Regions from separate parts of the Mus musculus genome. Here regions 2, 3, 4, 5 and 6 are each linked to region 1. Evidence: chromatin contacts called from public HiCAR-type, HiChIP or PLAC-seq and promoter capture Hi-C data. All regions are on one chromosome and are shown on one strand. The core of a region is the stretch at or near the end of the contact, and the rest is flanking DNA. Distances in the headings are between cores, read along the strand shown.

Region 1 (3,262 bases), core at 759-3,258:
GGACCTAGAGAAGTGGCTCAGCATTTAGAAATACTGGCTGCTCTTGCACAGCACCTGAGTTTGAGTCCCAGTCCCTACACGGTAGCTCAAAACCATTTGTAACTCCAGTCGGAGTGGATCCAATTCCCTCTCCTGGCTTCCTGAGGCCATCACACACACACACACACACACACACACACACACACACACACGGTATACAAACATATATGCAGGCAAATTACCCACACAGACAAAATAAAAACAGATTGAAAAACAAAACAAAACAAAAAAAACCAAGCCATAGGTCCTAGCTCTATAGCTGAGAATGGCCTGAAGCCCCAGGAAGAAACAGTAACCATTACTTACTTTGTGCCTCTTCACTTGGATTCTCTCGAGCCTTCAGCAGCTCCTCAAATTCCACTGACATTGGCACACAGATCTGAGGGAAGGAGAAGAGTTCAGGTGGGCCTGGCGATGTCTCAGGCACACACAGGCCTGGGCTTCTAAGACTTGCTTTGGCTTTGACCTTGAGTGTACAGAGCTGCCTACTTAGTGTTCTCCACTTCCCTTGCTGCATAGCCGGGCAGACATTGATTGGCACAAAACACAGCATGCTAAGGAAGGGCTCCTTTGGAGGAGGCAGTCCAAGAGATATTTTACGAAAAAGCTGGCATTGGACATGAATCCTGAAGGGGTAACGACCTCTGCAAGTGAACAGAGCACCACTGTGTTGGTAGATTTCAGGGCAGAGCTAGGTGCACAGTATATTGAGTAGGAGACATTCTTGTGAAGCAGCCCTAGTGCTTCACCGTGTTCTCTTACTGCAGAGGGATGCCAAGAGGATGTCACTTAACATGCAGTGAAGTGGCACGTTCTTTCTTGGAGTGACATCTACATGGCATAGCTCCATTTCCTTTGCATCTTTCCCTTTTGTTAACGGCCAGGTCTAAGGACACTAAGTTGGGAGGCCTTACCTCATTTGGGTGCTTCCGATGGAATTCCTTTATCTGCTTGAGTCTGTTATAGAATTCAGCGAACTCGTTGGGTCCTGAGATAGCATTGAGCTCCTCCTTCCGCAGTCTGCAAGATATCAACAAACCCGAAGAGCATAAAGCACACAGCCCATGGTCTCACCAGGGCTCCTCAAAAGCACTAATTGTTAGAAGGGATGTGACCGTCACTTACCCGTCCTTATCATCATACAAATCCCTCAGGTTCCCACTGACCTCCATGTACCTCTGAAACAGAAGCGCAAAGCCATCAGAATGAAGCAAATTTGTACCACAGGGCTAAGTAAACAAGAAAGGATGTCTTGGCAAAACCCAAGGAAAACTCATGAGATACATGGTCTTCAAAGTTCCACCACTTTTAAGAGACAGCTTGATCCCGAGGTGGTTGCATACACTTTTAATCCCAGCACTTGGGAGGCAGAGATAGGACATCTGATTAGGTACCCTAGAGGGGCTTGTCTAAGAACTCAGGGGTAGAAATCACGCAGGGCCACTCAACCTTCCCAGCCTGCACTTTTCCCGCCCAGCCCGACCCCAGGGGAAGCGGACGGCGGCGCACTCACATCTTGCATGGCCCGAGTGCGGTGATCGGAATTGATCTGGTCCCGAAGCTGCAGAAAGGCAAACGGTAACACATACGTTGTTACTTTGAGTTTAGCAGTTGGAAAGAGCACCCGAGGGGTGATGCGCTTATTGGTTTAGGTCCCAGGGGCTGAAGCAGGAAGATTGAGGGGCCCTCGGAGGACGTTAACGAGGCCAGAGTGCCGAGCCAGCTTAGGAGGAGGGTGAGGATGGGGCGCAGAGAAGCTCCGAGGCCAAATACAGCGCGAGGGCTCGGCAAAGGACCCAGGCCCGCCTCCTGATGCGGCCCGGACCACGGCTCACTCACCGTGGACTTCTTCGTAAGCATCTCTTTGGCCATAACATCCATAAGCCGTTCCTTCTCCTCATGATAGCGCCGTTGCTGCTCTAAAATTGTCTCCATTTTCCCTTGGCCACGGCGTTTCAAGGCGGACCACTAACACTGCCGGAAACACCGCCTGCCGCCTTTCAGCCAGCGTCTCAGCGCGCAGCATCCGGCTGCACCAAAGTTCCGCGTGTCCCGGAAGTGTCTTGGGGGACTCAAGAAAAAAGGAACACCACGAAGAGAGCAAGCGGGTGCTATCCGCGACCGTGGCTACGCTTCCCCCTGCTGGCTGGGGGTCTGAAGGAGCGCTGCCTCCGCGTTGAAAGCTGGCTGTCTCTAAGAAGCCTGCAAGAATCCTGTAGGCTGAGGTTGAGAGACAGCTGGCTTGCCCGGGGCTTGCTGCAGAAAGCTGGGCCGGCAGGGACACACTAGCAGGAACGGATAAGTTGAAGGATACAGAACGGAAAGGGGAACTGGAAGCAGCAGTAGTTTTCAGTGTGTGACCTCTGGTGATGTTTTCCCCTTGTCTGGACTTTAGTGTGTTTGTCAGTAAAGTGGAGATGGTGGTGGGTTTGTTCTTAATAAAACTCATACATATTTGAACACAACCTTTGTTTATTGGCAGAGGAGTCTTTAAGAAAAACGTGGTACACTCAAGCAATGATATGCTTGCTGTTCAGCACAGGTTAACTTCTGATTCTCTGTAATTCTTTTTTTTTTAAAAGATTTATTTATTTATTATATGTAAAGTACACTGTAGCTGTCTTCAGACACACCAGAAGAGGGCATCGGATCTCATTACGGGTGGTTGTGAGCCACCATGTGGTTGCTGGGATTTGAACTTCCGACCTTCAGAAGAGCAGTCGGGTGCTCTTACCCACTGAGCCATCTCACCAGCCCCAATTCCATGTAATTCTTTATTTTTCTGCTTTTCGCCTACCACTTGCTGGAATTACAGGTATGAGCCACCACACCTAGCCACTGTATGGCTTAGAAAATGAAATCTAGACTGCCTTTCCTTAAAAGAGGAGGAAGAGGAAGAAGCAGAGGCAGAAGAGGCAGAAGGTGGAGGCAAACAGATCTTTGTGAGTTCTAGGCCAGTTTGGTCTACATAGTGAGTTCCAGGACAGCCAGGGCTGCATAGAGATCCAGTCTCATGAAACCAAACCAAACGAAACATAAACAAACAAACAAACAAACAAACAGAGTAGGGGCAGAGAGTGAATCAGTATAGAGAGCTGGGATTACAAGTGTGTGACAGTGCATGCACCAGGAAAGAGGCATCGGCGCAATGCAAAGTGGCTCACACCCGTGATCCTAGCGCTTAGGAGATGGAGGCAAGAGGAGAACAAGTTCAAGTTCAGCC
Region 2 (3,229 bases), core at 229-2,728, 1.0 Mb after region 1:
GAAAAAGAATACAGCTTTATCCACACTGTTGGGAGAGATGGTGGAGGGCCGGGGCCCTCTGTAACTACTGATCCGTTCTGAATGCCAGCTATATGCCTTGTGTGGTGCATGCTGTTGTGAACCACAATGGTCAAACTGAGTTTAAGAAGCTGATGTTCTATAGTAAACAGACAGACACCTGGAGAGTTCAGGACCTCGCCTGAGGTCTCTCAGCCAGCAAGGGGCCAAACTGGGAAGGATTCTAGCTCTGCCTAAGGCAACTACTGCCTTTACAGTGCTTAGTAAGATAATGACCAGAAACATGTGTGTAGCACTTCATGGTTCACGAGTGTCTTCACATCCTTTCTATGCACTCTGTGAAGACAGGCCTGGGTGGCTGAGGCATTCCACACTTCTTTGGGACAGCTTCTTGTTGAGGGTCCTTCCTCTTGTTCTCTGGAGGGAGGATGGGAGATGGCAGTGACTCTGAGAAGTCAGAGAAGGCCTAGGGAGAGGCTAAGAAGGTGAGACTTGGCCAGTTGCTATGGTTACCCAGCCATCTGGGTAACCATTTTGAGGGTTGCTATGGTGATGGGCTGCTGGGTGGCAGGGAACCTTCTTCCTGGGTGGCTGGCACCATCCAGGCTTTTGAGATGAGGGATATTGCACTTTTATAGCAGAAGAGGATAGCACAAGAGGCAGGCAAAGTCTAGCTGCCCTGAGGAGACTAAGGGACTTAGGGTAAAACTTAGGTTTCCAAGGCAGAAAGCAACTTTGTCTAGGACTGGCCAAAGGGGGAGGGACTGACCTAGAGGTGGGACTCCTAAGACTGAGACTAGAACCTGGCCGTTTGCTTCCAACCAAATGATCAATCTGAGCAGTCCCTGCTGCTCCTGCTACCAATTTCTACAGGGGAATGTAAAAGACACACCATGTAAGACACAGCAGATAGTGCCATAAAGAGGAATAGAGTACACACACACACACACACACACACACACTCACACACATCACACCTTACTAGCAGATGTATTTATAGAGCATCAGTTCACACACAGAAAATAGAGCTGCTTAAGCCAAGTTGATGAAGTGTTGGAAGGAAGTCTCCTAGAGGTTGAGGAGGGGACGGGGACAGGATTTCGCACTTCCCTCTTTCTGAATATGAAGTAGCTCCAGTTCTTGACCACTGAGTAAATACTGTCTGCTTGTTTGTTTGCTTGCTTGGTTTGTTTTGTTTTGTGAGATGGCGTCTAACTATGTAACTCTGGCTGTCTTGGAACTATGTAGACCAGGCTGGCACACTGAGAGTGCCTCAGGAGTGCTGGTATTAAAGGCATGTACCATGACACCCAGCTCCTGAACTAACAAGGTTCTCCATGTAACAGCCTTGGCTGTCCTGGAACTCGATTTGTATACCAGGCTGGTTTCAAACTTACGGAGACCCACGTGCCTCTGGATTACACGCTGGGCTTACAGGCCTGCTTGACTCCCACTCAGCTAAAAGGTGGGGTTGTTAAAAAGAGCTGCCTGGGCCAGTTAAAACCGGCTTCATGCGCTGCCAGGAGTTTCCCTCTAGGCTTTCAGGAGTTGGAGATGCAGGGAGTGGATTTTTTAGGCAAAGGATTAGAGTTTGGTTCTGGGGAAAATGCTGCCCACAAAGTATGAGGCCATGAGAAATAAATATACTATTTGTGTGAGTGTGTGTGTCTGCTTGAGCTGGGACTGAATGAAGCTCTCTGCATGCTAAGGACGTACTCTACCACTGAGCTACAACCCAGCCCAAAGTTTTTAAATACTGTAGCCTAGTCAAAAGCCACAGACAGCTCAGTATTTTAAGATCGTCTGTCTCATTCACTCATTTATTTTGTAGTCGATCAAAATTTTAAACATTCAAGAGTGTCCTAAATATACAGTGTTGTTTGCCATATGCTGAGGACCTCAGGCACCCTCACATACAAAAGCCCCAGGGCTTACCGAGCTAATGCTATAGGAAGGCTGAAAGACAAGCTGGTCAGAGCTAGAGAGATGGATCAGTGGCTAAGAGCACTGGCTGCTTTTGCAGAGGACCCAATTCAATTCCCAGCATGCACGTGGTGTCTCACAATCATCTGCATTGCCAGTTTCAGGGGATTCAAAGCTCTCTTCGGATTTCTGTAGGCACTATTTTGTACACATACATCCATGCAGACAAAACATTCCTGCATATAAAATTAAAACAAAAAAAACTACTTAAAAAAAAAAAAAAGGCAAGCTGGCAGTGCATGCCTGTAACTGAGGCTGAGGCAAAAGGACCTCAGGGTCAAGAGCAGCTTTTGGAAACTTTCAAAGGAAGAAGTGAGAAAGACCCTGCCTCAAAGAAACAAGAATAAGGGTTGATGAAGAGAACCAGTGCTCACACCTTGTCACCTCCTCTCCGTGCCTATGCCTTGGCATTCATACACATCAAAATGCATGAAAAAGAAATAAAAATGTAATATGGAAGAAAGAAAAGAGGCAGTGTGGTGGCACAGGCTTGTAGTCTCAGGCACCCAGGAGGCTCGTAAATGAATTATCCTTAAGCAGAGAGGCTAACAGGGGAATTGCAAGTTCAAAGCTGGCCTGGGCAATTTAGAGAGATACTGTCCCACAATAAAAGGCGGCTGGGTATGGTGTTGAATACCTTTAATACCAGTATCCAGGAGTCAGAGGCAGGTGATCTCTGTTAGTTCCAGGCCAGCCTGGTCTACATTGAGAGTTCCAGGGAAGCCACTGCTGCAAAACAAACAAACAAACACATTTTAAAAAAGAAAAAAAAAAAAGCCGGGTGTGGTGGCGCACGCCTTTAATCCCAGCACTCGGGAGGCAGAGGCAGGTGGATCTCTGAGTTGGAGGCCAGCCTGGTCTACAAAGTGAGTTCCAGGACAGCCAGAGCTATACAGAGAAACCCTGTCTCGAAAAACCAAACCAAACCAAACCAAACCAAAACCAAAACCAAAAACAAAAACAAAAACAAAAAAATGAAAAAAGAAGGGGATACAGAGATGGCTTAGCGATTAAGAGCACTGACTACTCTTCCAGAGGTCCTGAGTTCAATTCCCAGCAACCACATGGTGTCTTACAACCATCTGTAATGGGGTCTGATGCCCTCTTCTGGTGTGTCAGAAGACAGCTACAGTGTACTCATATACATTAAACAAACAAACAAATAAATACATAAACCACCACAAAACAAAAGACAGGAGAGAGGCTCCCAGCACACAAGAGGGGCTCC
Region 3 (2,980 bases), core at 383-2,882, 1.6 Mb after region 1:
AATGCTCTGCCTACAGTAGCTGAGGATATGGATCAGTGGTAGAATATTTGCCGAGGAATGGTCTTCAGCTCTACGTCTGATCTCCAGCACCGTAACTGAAGGGACCCGCACACAGTGTTCCCTCTTGAACACTGGGTTAGGCACAAACCACACTCAAACACCTATTTCCATAGAGAGATCCTTTACTGAGCAGGGGAAAGTGACTGTTCTCCGCTCAGGCAGACAGCAGCAGCAAATGACCTTGTGGGTGTGATGTTTTTTTAAGAGGAAAAAGAGGGGAATCTGTGATAGAATGGCTAGGATGTGGTGGTCATGTTTTGGTTGACCGTATTAATTAGGGTAGGCCAAGGGGGGATTTGACTGTTGTAGTGGCTATTTCTGGTTGTCAACTTGACTATATCTGGAATGAACTACAATCCAGAATTGGAAGGCTCATCAGTGACCCTAATCTGGAGGCTGAGAGATAGAAGTTTCTGACCTGGATCTCAGTATGGAGATCTTGAGGCATAGTGGCTATGGATTTCAGAAGATTAAGACAGGGAGATCAAAGATTAAGATTAAATTCCTTTACTATATAGAGACTACCCACAGTTCTGTGACTCTAGAGAACCCTGACTAATACAATTGTTGAACTTTAATACTTTGATAGCTGGACCTTGGTGATCATCCTCAGGAGGAGGCCAAATAAGGGAATAGACCTTATTTGGCCTACGGCTAGCTTTAGGAATATAACCCTGTTTGTTTGTTTGTTTATTAGCAAGGCAGAGGGAATGGGGAGAAGGACAAGGCCTGCCACACCTGTGCTTACCAAGCTTGGGCCTGCTAGAGCCCTTTAACAATACAGCAAAGCTTCCTGTGGTGGTATATGCTTTTAGTCCCAACCCTCAGGAAGAGATCTCTGTAAGTTCAAGGTCAGCCTGGTTTACATAGTGAATTCCAAGATATTCAGGACTACATAGGAAGATCCAGTCTCAAAATAAATACATAAAATAAAACTTGTTAAATTTCTATTTGAGGTAGGTTGGTGGTATTCAATTGGGATTTCAGCACTGGGGAGGCTGAGATCTGGAAGGCATAGTGGGATACTCTAACAAGCAAACAAATGTGATCCTACTGTTTTGTACTGCTATTGAGAACCTATAAATTTAAATATTACGTTAGAACAAGAGTATAGCAAACACTTTGCCCAAAGGGCCAGATGGTAAAATATCAATGGCCGTGGGAGGAACAGGTCTCTTCCCTTTGTAACATGAAAGCAGCCAGACAATAGAAAAGGAACGGATGTGGCTATACTCTAACAATTAAACTTCGTGATATTGAAATTTTAATTTCATATAATTTTCATCTCTCAAGAAATATTGTCGATCCTTCGCCTCACCCCGGTTCAAAGTGTAAAAACCGTTCTTGGCTCCCGAATTGGCCAAAAACAGCTGCCTGGACAGCCCGGACCATAGTGTGTTGGTAATGGTTCAATTGCCGTTAATATCTAGGTTGATCAGACCAAGGTTTGTTTCCTTCCAGCTCTGGGAGCTACAGCCAAGAAGGGGCGGAGCCTGCAGCCGCACAAAGACCCGCCCCGACCTAAGGGGAGGGGCGACGGCGAGGGGGCCGGCCGAGTGCCGGCTTCCGGCGGAAACGGGCGCGAGCAAGATGGCCACCACCAAGCGTGTGCTGTACGTGGGTGAGCAGGCGCGGGAGCTAGACTTAGTCTGAGCAATGTGGGAAAGGGGGAAAGCAGCCGGGGTCTATGGAGGGCTTGCTGGGCCTGAGGGTGTGAGCCCGAGATGGAAGGACAATTCCGGCGACCTTCCTAGTCCACTAAGCGCACAGGAACCCCGACGAGTGACAAGAATTTTGGGCTTCCAAATCCCTCCCGCCCATTCGTTTTACAAACATTCAGTGCGGAATGGCTGGATCTCTGCCCTAAAGGAGGAGTTACCAGACTATCTAGGAGAAAGTGGGAAATAACCTACACACCCTAGCGTTGTAATAGGGACTAACAATGATGACAGGAACTTGGGTGAGGGCAAACTTTCTGTTGCCGGGACGCAGAAGTTGAGCAGGAGTTGGGCAAAGAGTCAGAGTAGAGGCAAAGCTGTTCGCTGCACCGGAGCCGAAGCTCAAAGGCGTAAAAGAGCCTGGCGCCTAGGGGCAGCTGGGTCATTTTTCGAGAAACTCAGGGAAATTGGGGAAAACAAAATGGAAGATACAAGAGAGATCGGCGAGAGTCGGATGATAACCCTGTGTACACTACCAAGGAGCTCTCACTTTATCTTGAGGACAGTGACATTTAAGACTTTGAAGTCTAAGAGAACCGATGGATTCATTTCCACTTATATTTGGTTGGGGGGGGGCGGTTGGAGGAAGGAATTGAGGCAGAGAGGTCAGTTACAAAGCTTTCACAAGAGTTGGAGATCGAATCAGAACTGTTTAAAAGGAGATTGAAGAAAGGAAAGTAGTGTGGGTAGGCTGTAGAGAGAGATGTTTGTGTAGACAAAGGACTGGATGGAAAGATCCCTCCCTTTGCCTGTCATACCAGTGACAGGCAAAGTCCCTGGTGTGCAGGGACCTCTGAGTGTGTAGGACAGCGGCTCAGAAGGTCCTTGGCTCATTTGCAGGCGGGCTGGCAGAAGAGGTGGACGACAAGGTTCTTCATGCTGCATTTATCCCCTTTGGAGACATCACAGATATTCAAATTCCTCTGGACTATGAAACAGGTGGGTCATTTGAGTGTCTTTAACGCTCATTACCCTCCGATAGGGAAAGAATTAAAGTCACATTCCAGTTCTAAATTTACATTCTTAAGTTCTAGTAGAATTCTTGCCCACCATATGAGGCTTTGGTTTCAGTTCCCAGCACTAATCACACAGAGACACACACAGAGGGGCAGAGACACACACAGAGACACACACAGAGGGGCAGAGGGGCAGAGACACACACAGAGACACACACAGAGAGGCAGAGGGGCAGAGACACACAC
Region 4 (3,306 bases), core at 208-2,707, 1.3 Mb after region 1:
GTGTCCATGAATTTCTTTTACCTTCCATATTAAATCCATATTTTTACTATGGTTCCTTGTCCACTCTACCTCCAGCATATCTACCTCTAGTTGTAATATAACCAAATTGTTCACATTTTCCTATTAATGGTCTTTGGGGTTGTTTACTACCAGGCTCGTCACCAAGAATTGCTGTCTCAGCAGCAGAATTTCATTGTGGCCACCCAGTCAGTTCAGTCCTTCCTGGACCAACACAGTCACAATCTCACACCTGAGGAGCGACAGAAGCTTCAGGAGAAGCTGGGTGAGCTTAAGGAGCAATATGCAGCCTCCCTTGCCCGGTCAGAGGCAGAGCTGAAGCAGACGCAGGCTCTACGAGATGAACTGCAGAAGTTCCTGCAAGACCACAAGGAATTTGAAAACTGGCTACAACAATCTGAGAATGAGCTGGATAGTATGCATAAGGGAGGCAGCAGTCCTGAAGCTCTGAACTCCTTGCTAAAGCGGCAAGGAAGCTTCTCTGAGGATGTCATTTCCCACAAAGGAGACTTGAGATTTGTGACTATCTCAGGGCAGAAAGTCTTAGAAACAGAAAACAATTTTGAGGAAGGCCAAGAGCCATCAGCTACCAGAAACTTAGTGAATGAAAAACTGAAGGATGCAACAGAAAGATACACCACTCTCCACTCTAAGGTAAGAAAGACCCCCATCCCCACCCCCTCCAATCAACCTCCAGGGAAACAACTATGGCTGTCCTCAAACAGCCGTGGGTAATTTCTAAGGCTCAAAATATGAGTCATAAGACAGTGTATGTGAACCAAAGGAAAATGGGTTTCATCAGCTATAAATAGAAATTCAGACTCTGTGGGTCCATGGTCTAACACCTAGTCCTGTTAATGTTGGGAATATGTGTCACATCATTGGTGGAGATAGAAGTGCTCATCTGCCAATATCTTGGACTTATAAGAGATATAGCACAGCAAAATTTAAGCCAACTTCAGTCTTTTTTCATAGACAATTTGTTCTTAGACAATTTCTTCCTGAAAATCCAAAAAACAAACAAAATTTCTCCTAAAGTTTAGAATTACACACCACACTTAATCTTTCTGTCAACATCTAATCTCCCAAAAGGAACATTTTTCCACTTTTAAGTCCTTACTTTTGCCTGTAGTCTGCTGTGTATTTCTCTGGTGGTGTGTCATCCAAATCATTAAGTCTTCCTGGGGATGAGTGAGATGAAGTATACAGTACAAATACTGGTGATCCTGCTTGTAGACAGTTAAATCATTGTGTAAAGTTGCAGTCAGTTCTCTGTACCTAGGAAAGGCTCTTTCTTTGGACTCTATTCTAGAAGCTGCTGCCTTTGACATTTTTATTTCTTTGGCTTAGTGTATACGATTGGGCTCTCATCTGAGCATGTTGCTAGGCCAGTATCAGCAATTCCAGAGCAGCGCTGACAGCCTGCAGGCCTGGGTGTTGACTTGTGAGGCCAGCGTGGGGAAGCTTCTCTCAGACACAGTTGCCTCTGACCCCGGAGTCCTGCAACAGCAGCTTGCAACAACAAAGGTAGGCAGATTCAGACCGTGTGTGTGTGTGTGTGTGTGTGTGTGTGTGTGTGTGTGTGTGTGTCAAGATCTTATATTTCATGGCTTAGAGGGAACTGATAAAAGTAAATACTACTAAAAATACATTAGTTGGAAATGTCTTAGGCAAGACCAGATTCATAAATTCTTTGTTTTGTTTTTGGGTTTTTTTTTTTTGATTGTTTGTTTTGTTTTGTTTTTTGCTGTTGTTTTGGGCAAGCAGCAGTTACAGGAAGAATTGGCTGAACACCAAGTACCTGTAGAAAAGCTTCAAAAAGCAGCTCATGACCTACTGGACATTGAAGGAGAGCCAGCCCTGGACTGTAGGCCTATTCAAGAAACTACAGGTACGAAGCAGCACAGTACTCCTCCCCTTAGGAGTAGTGTGATCTTTTTTTTTGTAGTATGTAGCAAACTGTATGAACAGTTAGATATCCAGAGCGCTAAGCTCAGGGCAGGGGACATACATTTGTAGGGGGCGATTCTGATACTTTGATATAATCCGGAATCTGCACGTACTGATGCTGAAGGTCCTCTTCCCGAGTTGGTTCTTGATCCATCAATAAAGATGTTGGCTAATGGCTGGTGTAGCAGGGGACAAATTAGGTATGCCCAGTTGTTGTTAGCCAAGGCATTTTGAGAATAACTGTCCTGTGAGTGCGTCCGTATGCGTGTGTTTCTTCAATCCACAGATCCAGCATAACTCCTAGGCAGGTGCAAGCATGTGACCCACCAAGAACACAAGGCAGGGTAGCAAAAGCTACACGCAACATACATGTATAAGATGTCATGAAATAGCTCACTTTCCAGTGAATTCTGTTACTACACTTTCCATGGCTTTCACTCTATGGCTTTAACCCTTTCAGTACCTGCTGTCATTGAACTCTGTTTCTTTCACTTTATAAGGAAACTTGCTATTCCCGAGTTTTACTGCCTTTGATATTTCTCCTGTTTCTTAACTGACATTTATTTCATTGTATTCTCCATGAATGATGAAATCCTATTTATCTTTCAAGATTTCATCAGTGGTACATCAGAGGCTTTAGTCAGTACATTATGTATTTGAAAATTACTAAAGTTCTCAGCTTGAAAAGTGCTAAGTATGTGAGCTAGCTATGTTACTAACATGATATAGTCATTCTATAATATGTGTGTATCTTAAATATAATTTGCATACCAAAAAAAACTTATCAGATTTACTTACAACAGGTGGGTGGGAGAGGGAAGGAGACAGGCTGGAGAGCTTATGGCCTTTGTTAAATCCTAACTAGTAACCCTGTGTCTTAGTTACCTACCGTGATAAAAAACTATGACCAAGGCAACTTATAAAGGAAAATATTTAACTTTGGCCTGCTATTCTAGAAGGATAGAGTTGATGTTGGCAGAGCAAAGGCATGCTGCCAGGAACAGCTGAGAGTTCACATCTTGAACCACAAGCTAGATACACAGAGAGTACACTGGGCATGGGAGGAGACTTTGGAACCTTAAATAAAACCTACCTCAGTGGCATGCTTTCTCCAACAAGGCCACACCTCTTAATCCTGCCAAATGGGGACCAAGTATTTAAATGTTCATGATTTAAGAAGGAACATCTCATCAAATAACTACACACTGTCATTTAAAAGAAAGAAAGAAAGAAGAAAGATTTTGACTTTTCCTAGGATGTGCTTTTAGTAGTAATACAGCACTCAGGGCTTTTATACAGTTATGTTATGTTTTCCTCTGCCTATACTGATTTGCAACC
Region 5 (3,147 bases), core at 176-2,675, 1.3 Mb after region 1:
TTTAGGAGTGAGAAATGAAGTATAAAACATTTTGCCAAGCAAAGTTGTCTTTTACTTGACTAATCTGATCATGGGCTTCAGCCTGTACCTCATTTTTGCCAAGGAGTTTCTGGCTCCTCAAGTAAGTTTAAGGCTTAGCTCCAAGCTTCACTGCCAAATCTCCACACACCAGTGACTCGTTTTATTTACTGTTTGTGTGAAGAGTAGAAATAACTTTCTCATAAGTTTTATCATCTATATTAACTACTTGGGCCAACAGGACTTTGTACATTTTAACTGACCTTTTTCATCCTCATGAAATCCGAGGGACCATCATAAAGGGAGTCAAGTATTACACCTCAAAGAGATGCAAGCTACCTCTGGCAGGCAGTCTTCTGGGTTGCTTTGTACTTTTCTTAACAATTACAGGGTCTCTAGATAGCTTTCCTAAAATCCAGAACGTAGTTTGCAGGATTGTGTAACACATTTCTCTAATATTTTCATTCTTGAGACTTGAAATATGAACTCATGCTTTTCATCTAGCCCTTCAGAGGCTCAGATTTCCTTGGACGTGCACAGCGGTTATAGCCAATCCAGGTGTTGGTCATGGGCTGTTCCTGCTAGAGTCTCCACTGCCCTGCAACCCGCACCCCATTTTCCGGTCATTAAGACCGCTGAAGTCTGAGCAGAGAAATCCAGGTGGCGAAATGGGCCAAGATCTGACATACTTGAGAAGGGAAACTGTGCCTAGAGTTTATCCAATAACTTGGTTCCTGAGTCTAACTTAATTCCTTGGCATGCCAAGAAAAGACTGTGTTTAAGGCTAGCCTGTTCTTTGGTCAGCGCCAGAGGTGACATTGGAAAAATACAGGGATAGTCGTTGGCGGCAAAGCTGGAGCCTAGGATAGTGCAGACCGCCCACCCCAGCCCGTACGTCTCTACCGGCAGATGGGGCCCCCGAGTGGCCCTAGCCACTACCGGCTGGTAGTGGGGGCGGCGGGGGCGCCCCTTCTGGGTTCGCCCTTGGGCTGGGCTCCCATCCCGCCGGTTGGAAAGAAGCGGGGGCGGAGGGGCCGGGCCAGCGTTGTGAGGGCGGGGCTTTCCTTTGTCAGGGGATTTGCCCGGCATGACCAGGACTGCCCCTCTCCTCTCACCCTCGCAGGCGGGGACACTATTACTCCCGTGGGTGAGGAGGGAGTGAGCTAGAGGGGGTGCGGGATGAGCTGGAGTCCCTCGCCCCAACCCCGGGAAGCCCCTCCCTCGCCGCCTTGGCCTCCAATCCTTGCCTCCGCCCCCTCCCCTCCCGGCGGGGCTCCCTATAGGCCCCGCCCCCGTCCTCCTCCCTAGCAGTCGGCGCCGCGCGCTCCCGGGCTTCCAAGGGGGCTGCCCGGGCGGGGCAGCGGCTGTGGCGGGGCTAGAAGGGGGAGGAGATCCGCCCGCCACCCGAGCACTTCCAGCCAGCGGCGTGTGAGCGGGCCGCGCGGCGTGAGAGAGGCGGGCTCGCCCCCCTCGTGCGGCCGGAGCGGAGCCTTTTGTTCCCGGCCAGAAGTTTGCATGCCGGGACCGTGACAGCTGCGGGCGGGGAGGACGGCTGCAGGGCCGGCGGCGTGGTGGAGAAAAGAGGCGACTGCTTGTCATGCAGCCCACGACGCGGCGGCTGGGGGCCGGGGACCTGCAGTGGCCGGGGAGGCGGCGCCCACAGGACACGGGACTTACTGCTGCCGGAGGGACAAACTAACTTCCTGAGCGCTAGACCCAAGGCCGGCCCGCCGGGAGCCACCTGCAAGGTTGCGGTGAGGCGACCCTGGCCCTCCGGGGCGCGAGGCATGGCGCGGGTTTGCGGGCGGTGCTAAGTGAGTCCAGACTGCCTCTTGGCCGCTGCCGCAGCCTGCCCGCCTTCTGAAAGGCCCAGCGTGGGCCTCCACTCGCCTTGTTTTGCGGCCACGATACAGTGTTGGCTTGGAAGCCACAACAATGCCATGATGTTTTGGAGACAGGAAGCCCCAAGCTGGCCCCGAATGAAGGACTTCCTGTGTTTAAAGTTGCAGGAATATCCGCTGACCAGCCCTGTTCAAATGCAAACACCCAACTAGAGAGGACGAATGGCTAATTCAGACCAGCTGGACTCTTTAGGGCTGAACACAGGATAAAATGAAAGGAATTCTTAGGAGCTTGGACCATACTTGAAGGCTAGAGAGGGTGTGCCATTGTTATAAAGGACATAGTTGGTATACATTTTCTGCTTCCAACTCAGCTTTGGTGCGAATCGAGTGAAACTAGATATTGAATAAGACTTGTCAATATCAAACGATTTTTTTGCTGACTGAATTTGAAAGGGCTTTAGAAAAGTAAAACCAGAAGCCATACAAGTATTTGTTTTATGTTTATTGATTAAATAATATCATTTGTCTTTCTGCAGTTATGAGGCTGCTAGCCTGTGAGGGAAAACCTGTTTGTCTTATTAGAGTTTCTCCCAAAATGGTTTCAAATTGGGAACTTCCAGATCTTTCTGAAAGGCAGATGCAATTGGTGGTTTGGAGTATAAACATGTAAGAGGACTTACAATTCATGTAGAATGTATTTTGAGAGAACCCGTGGCGGGGAAAAAAAACTTTTGAAAGATTGATGGTTCATCTTTATTGAAAAAGTATGGGTAAGCCACTTAGCAGGCCAGACTGTTTAAGGCGGAACCCTACCTGCCTGGGTAAAGGGGAAGATGAGGATGGCTATATAGAAGATTGCTATGTTCCACAGCGGTCTATATACGATACAATGAGGATAAATGAACAGATTGACCAGGGGTCAAAACTTAATCAGACGTCAAAAAGCACCATGGAGAAGATGGAAGGAAGTACCATATCCAGCAATGGTACATTAGGAGCATCATCTAATGTTTTTGAAGCTAGAGGACCAGAAGGCAAGAAGCTGGATGAGAGGATAATATTTGATGCATTAAAGCTAAGCAGTGATGTGCAGAAGTCAGCACCCGTGCCACCCAGACGTCGGCCAAATGCAGAACGCAAAGATAATGTTAACAGGAGATCGTGGAAGTCCTTCATGCCACCCAACTTCCCAGAATTTGCAGAAAGGATGGAGGCTTCTCTCAGTGAAGTATCAGAAGCTGGAGCTTCAAATCCTTCCTTGCAAGAGAAAAAAGAATCCAGTTCT
Region 6 (3,253 bases), core at 472-2,971, 1.4 Mb before region 1:
TACTTTGTGCCCTGTCGGCTTCCATACCACTCTACTGACACAGCTAAGGTTGTCTCTCTCTGACTCTCTGTACTTCTCTCCAAATAGCATCTCCCATTTTACATGACTAAGCCTCCCTCCCCCTTTCTGTCCTTCCAGTCACTATCCTCCTGTCACTACTGCTCAGGCTTCCCAGACTGAGCTAGCAGCTTCCCCACTGGGCTCCCTCAGCATTCAGTTTCTGTTGCTTTTGTAGATCACATTTCACCTATCTGCTTGCAGGTCAGTTTCCTCTAGCTGGACAGTGAACTAGTTCGGATAAGAACCTCTTTATTAGGTGTTAGCGCAACTCTCCATAATGACTCTTTTTACCATGGCCAGTGGTTTGCAAATGAGGACGAATACAAATGACCCAAGGTCGGGCAACCAGAAAGCAGCGGCACCAGAATCTGAATTTAAGGAGTCCAGAGCAAGGTTGACACACACTTTTAATCCCAGGCTTTAAGGAGTGAGCCTCCAAAGCCTACGAATACTACACAGCACTAGGCTCTACAGGCAGGGCCCTTTTGTTATGAGAAAAATGAATGAATGAATGAATGAATGAATGGGGACTATCTCTGGCAGAGATAGTCTAATCCACAATCAAATAACAGGGCCTTTAAGGAGGAACTCACAACGTTGTTTATAAATAAGGGCTATAGGATTTTGCTCTTCCTTATCTCATGCAAAACTACTCAGCCGAGAGGGAAAGGCGCCCAGCCCAGCGTGACTACCCTCTTCCTCAATGATTCTCAAAACCAGCAAAGCCAACCGGTTTCCTCCAGTGACTTAAAACAGAGCAAAGTCTATCCTGCCACCGAAGGTGGCTGTCAGCTCTTCCTTCTGCCAACAACCTGGGGGAGTGGGGGTGGACGGAGAAGCCACCGGGAATCCGAAAGCTCCTACCCAAGATTGAAAGGTGGGGCCAAGCATCGTAGGAATGGGCGGGCCTGACCAGGATGGCAGGTGAAACACTGACCACAGCAAGCTCTCCCACGGTGAAGACCGGCCCAACGTGGATCTGGCAAGCAGGTTGCTGTGACTCGCACCTGAACGCCGCCCAGGATGTGAAAATTCCCCAGCAGCGATGGTGTTGGTGCCAACGGGTGAGGGCTCCAGGAGGAAAACCTTGGCTGGCTCTCCTTGGGGACTCGTTCTAACTTTCAAGTCACTCTCTAGGTCAGGAGAGAAGCATGGAGAGGAGGAGCGGGTCTCTCTGGGAGAAAAACTAGAGCGGGCCAAACGCCGGCTGCTTCGATGACTGGTTGAGTGGGTCTGGGCAAGGCGAGCAGTGCCCATTTCCCAGGGCTGCGGCAAAAGACCGAGGCTCCCGGCAGCCGACGCCCCCGCTGCCGGGAAGGACAGACCTCCAGTGGCGGAGGGGGAATTCACTATAGCCGTTCTGGTCGCGCCGGTCAGCTTCGGGCTGTCACCGGGGTCCCTCCGCCACGGTGGCCCGCCCCGCCAGCACGCAGCCCCCACCCGGCTCCGCGTCCCGGGACCCCGAACTCACCTTTCCCGGGGAATCAGCGCTCCTTGCCCATAGTCCGCAGCCCAGAGTCGGGGCTGCTCGGCGCTCCGTCCCGGGGGCCGGGGCCGGGCCGGGGGCGTGGGAGCCGCTCACCGCCGCCTCCCAGCGCAGCCGCCAGAGCTGCCGCCGCCGCCTCCCTCCATGGCTGCGGCGCCGCCACCTGACAACGGAAGTGACGCATAGGCTCTCGGCCCCGCCTCCCGCCCCCTCGCCTGAGTTTGGGGTTGGTGCGCCATCTTCAGGATGGGCGGAAGCCTTCAGGCAGGAAGCCCAGATAAGATCGCCAATTGGTTCTGGGTGGAGTCTGGGTCGAAATCTGTAAAGTGATTGGACAGTCAGGGGGCGGTACTTACCGCTAATCTACATCTACAGTGGGACTGGGACAGAGGCGCCGGTCCGCCTTGGCTCTGCAGAACCTCACCGACTTATGCTCTCCTTGCTGGGGTTGGGGACGTCTCTAAGTGGTTGCAAAACCCGCCAACTGCACTGCATTCTTTAGAAAAGTAGTCTTTCTTTGCTCCCCATTTCTCGGCTTCTGGAAATTTGTGTGGGAAAGTGCTGAAGTTGGGTACAAGAGAAGTCAAGAATTGGCTGTCGCTACTGTCACAATTCATTTCACTTTAGGCCCTTCAGAAACCCCAAAGATGGCCAAGTTCATCTTGGACATCCCTAGAGTCTTGTCCAGGGAGATTGCAGTGAAGAGTTCCAATGAACGACTTCAGCCGGCTGTCTACCTCACTCCCTCCTGCCAGTTTCCGTCCTTTCTCCTCCTTCAGCAGCCACGCCCTCCATGAATCAGCTTCTTGCACCAGCAGATGAGCCCTTTAAAGGGATTGCATCAGTCTGGTGACTCACTGGGGGCCCTCGAAAATCCTGGCTTCCGTCCACTGCCGTGTAGAAGCGGCCAGAAGGGCTCGGTGGCAGCAGTACCAGCGGCCATAGTCCCACTCCTTTGTCTCAGAGTTAACAAGTGTACTTGATGACACTCTTCCCTCCCCTGGGTCATTCTGGATCCACGTGTAGACACACGTGGACACGACTAAGCCCTGCTAGGACACCGAAGGCTGGTCTTCATAATGAAGTCCCAGCCTGAATCCTTTCTTAATGTCTTTGATTGGCTTGGTGGCCATTCAGCTGCAGATAATGCTGAATAACTAGTAATGATACCAGCTCCTAAGGCCCTGTCTTATGCAAAATGAGGCACTTTTAGAGACCTGTTAACAAATGCAGAAGGTAGCACTCAGAGAGAGAGGGTAACCTCTGCCGTGACACCCAGCTAATAATGGCTGGGCTGTGGTTTGAAGAAAGTTTCGTGGGTTCCAAAAAGGCTAGAGCTTGAATCCCCATTGTATCACTTACAAACTAGGTAATTCAGTGTAAATCCTGGCTGCCCAAGTGGGGATAACACATTACACCAACCATGGGAGGACCCAAGGAGTTTCACATCCAGCTAACCACACCCTATAGATGCCCACTGGTCTCAGTCGGGGAACCTCTAGGAGGCACGTGACTCAAAGGCAGGCATCCAGAAGGCCGGCCCACTTTGCTCCTCTCTCTGACAAAGTGAGGAGAAAAAGGATTCCGGAAGCCCTGCCTTTGACAGGGATGAATCTTGGGTTTTCCAGTTCACTAATTACCAGTAAGATGAATCACTGGGCGCTGACACCACCATTCCAACTCCTGGTAGGCTCTCAGCTGACTCAA

Evidence for each region. Promoter capture Hi-C pulls out the DNA fragments that hold promoters and counts their contacts. HiCAR-type assays count read pairs that join an accessible place to other places. HiChIP or PLAC-seq counts read pairs in DNA pulled down with a chosen protein or histone mark. Capture Hi-C pulls out chosen DNA fragments and counts their contacts.
Region 2: a HiCAR-type map of embryonic stem cells shows a contact between it and region 1, with 5 times the contacts expected there. The contact joins the enhancer-like site here to the promoter of Sf3a3 in region 1. A contact is called at or near these places in 2 of 39 promoter capture datasets (cranial neural crest and pre-B cells) and 4 of 115 datasets of contacts at active chromatin or transcription factors (bone marrow-derived dendritic cells, bone marrow-derived macrophages, embryonic limb bud and 1 more).
Region 3: a contact with region 1 is called in a promoter capture Hi-C map of adipose tissue, with 4 times the contacts expected there. The contact joins the promoter of Ppie here to the promoter of Sf3a3 in region 1. A contact is called at or near these places in 1 of 39 promoter capture datasets (liver), 1 of 484 Hi-C or Micro-C datasets (B cells) and 1 of 9 other capture datasets (adipose tissue).
Region 4: a promoter capture Hi-C map of liver shows a contact between it and region 1, with 3 times the contacts expected there. The contact joins the enhancer-like site here to the promoter of Sf3a3 in region 1. A contact is called at or near these places in 4 of 39 promoter capture datasets (the 3T3-L1 cell line, cranial neural crest, hippocampal neurons and 1 more) and 1 of 115 datasets of contacts at active chromatin or transcription factors (stem cell-derived neural progenitor cells).
Region 5: a promoter capture Hi-C map of hippocampal neurons shows a contact between it and region 1, with 4 times the contacts expected there. The contact joins the promoter of D830031N03Rik here to the promoter of Sf3a3 in region 1. A contact is called at or near these places in 2 of 39 promoter capture datasets (the 3T3-L1 cell line and hippocampal neurons), 1 of 484 Hi-C or Micro-C datasets (uterus) and 1 of 115 datasets of contacts at active chromatin or transcription factors (large pre-B cells).
Region 6: an H3K27ac HiChIP or PLAC-seq map of large pre-B cells shows a contact between it and region 1, with 4 times the contacts expected there. The contact joins the promoter of Stk40 here to the promoter of Sf3a3 in region 1. A contact is called at or near these places in 2 of 39 promoter capture datasets (both in liver), 5 of 484 Hi-C or Micro-C datasets (B cells, CD4 T cells, Th1 cells and 2 more) and 3 of 115 datasets of contacts at active chromatin or transcription factors (extraembryonic endoderm stem cells, large pre-B cells and pancreatic cancer cells).

What each region holds. Positions count from the first base shown.
Region 1 is chr4:124,713,607-124,716,868 of GRCm38.p6, reverse strand. It overlaps Sf3a3 (splicing factor 3a, subunit 3), which reads right to left and starts at 2,008. Exons shown (of 17, transcript NM_029157.3): 1 at 1,879-2,008; 2 at 1,553-1,600; 3 at 1,165-1,217; 4 at 954-1,059; 5 at 346-418. The coding sequence starts at 1,974.
Region 2 is chr4:123,668,125-123,671,353 of GRCm38.p6, reverse strand. The region is part of intron 1 of Macf1 (microtubule-actin crosslinking factor 1); the gene reads left to right. It overlaps Gm12925 (predicted gene 12925), which reads right to left. Exons shown (of 4, transcript NR_136925.1): 3 at 2,639-2,730; 4 at 144-435. Among named protein-coding and RNA genes, the nearest start is that of Gm12925, 3.9 kb to the right of the region's middle. Within about 2 kb of position 1,478, at least 39 of the 459 cell types and tissues checked have an H3K27ac peak or open chromatin away from gene starts, as enhancers often do. A contact at or near this core is called in embryonic stem cells, where this site is marked.
Region 3 is chr4:123,138,603-123,141,582 of GRCm38.p6, reverse strand. Ppie (peptidylprolyl isomerase E (cyclophilin E)) reads left to right here and starts at 1,632. Exons shown (of 10, transcript NM_019489.6): 1 at 1,632-1,681; 2 at 2,619-2,717. The coding sequence starts at 1,651.
Region 4 is chr4:123,453,597-123,456,902 of GRCm38.p6, reverse strand. It overlaps Macf1 (microtubule-actin crosslinking factor 1), which reads left to right. Exons shown (of 98, transcript NM_001199136.1): 44 at 154-672; 45 at 1,369-1,545; 46 at 1,786-1,909. Among named protein-coding and RNA genes, the nearest start is that of D830031N03Rik, 43 kb to the right of the region's middle. Within about 2 kb of position 1,457, at least 11 of the 459 cell types and tissues checked have an H3K27ac peak or open chromatin away from gene starts, as enhancers often do.
Region 5 is chr4:123,410,189-123,413,335 of GRCm38.p6, reverse strand. D830031N03Rik (RIKEN cDNA D830031N03 gene) reads left to right here and starts at 1,425. Exons shown (of 1, transcript NM_001167918.1): 1 at 1,425-3,147. The coding sequence starts at 2,629. All of the region lies in intron 57 of Macf1 (microtubule-actin crosslinking factor 1), which reads left to right.
Region 6 is chr4:126,102,425-126,105,677 of GRCm38.p6, reverse strand. Stk40 (serine/threonine kinase 40) reads right to left here and starts at 1,721. Exons shown (of 11, transcript NM_028800.3): 1 at 1,532-1,721.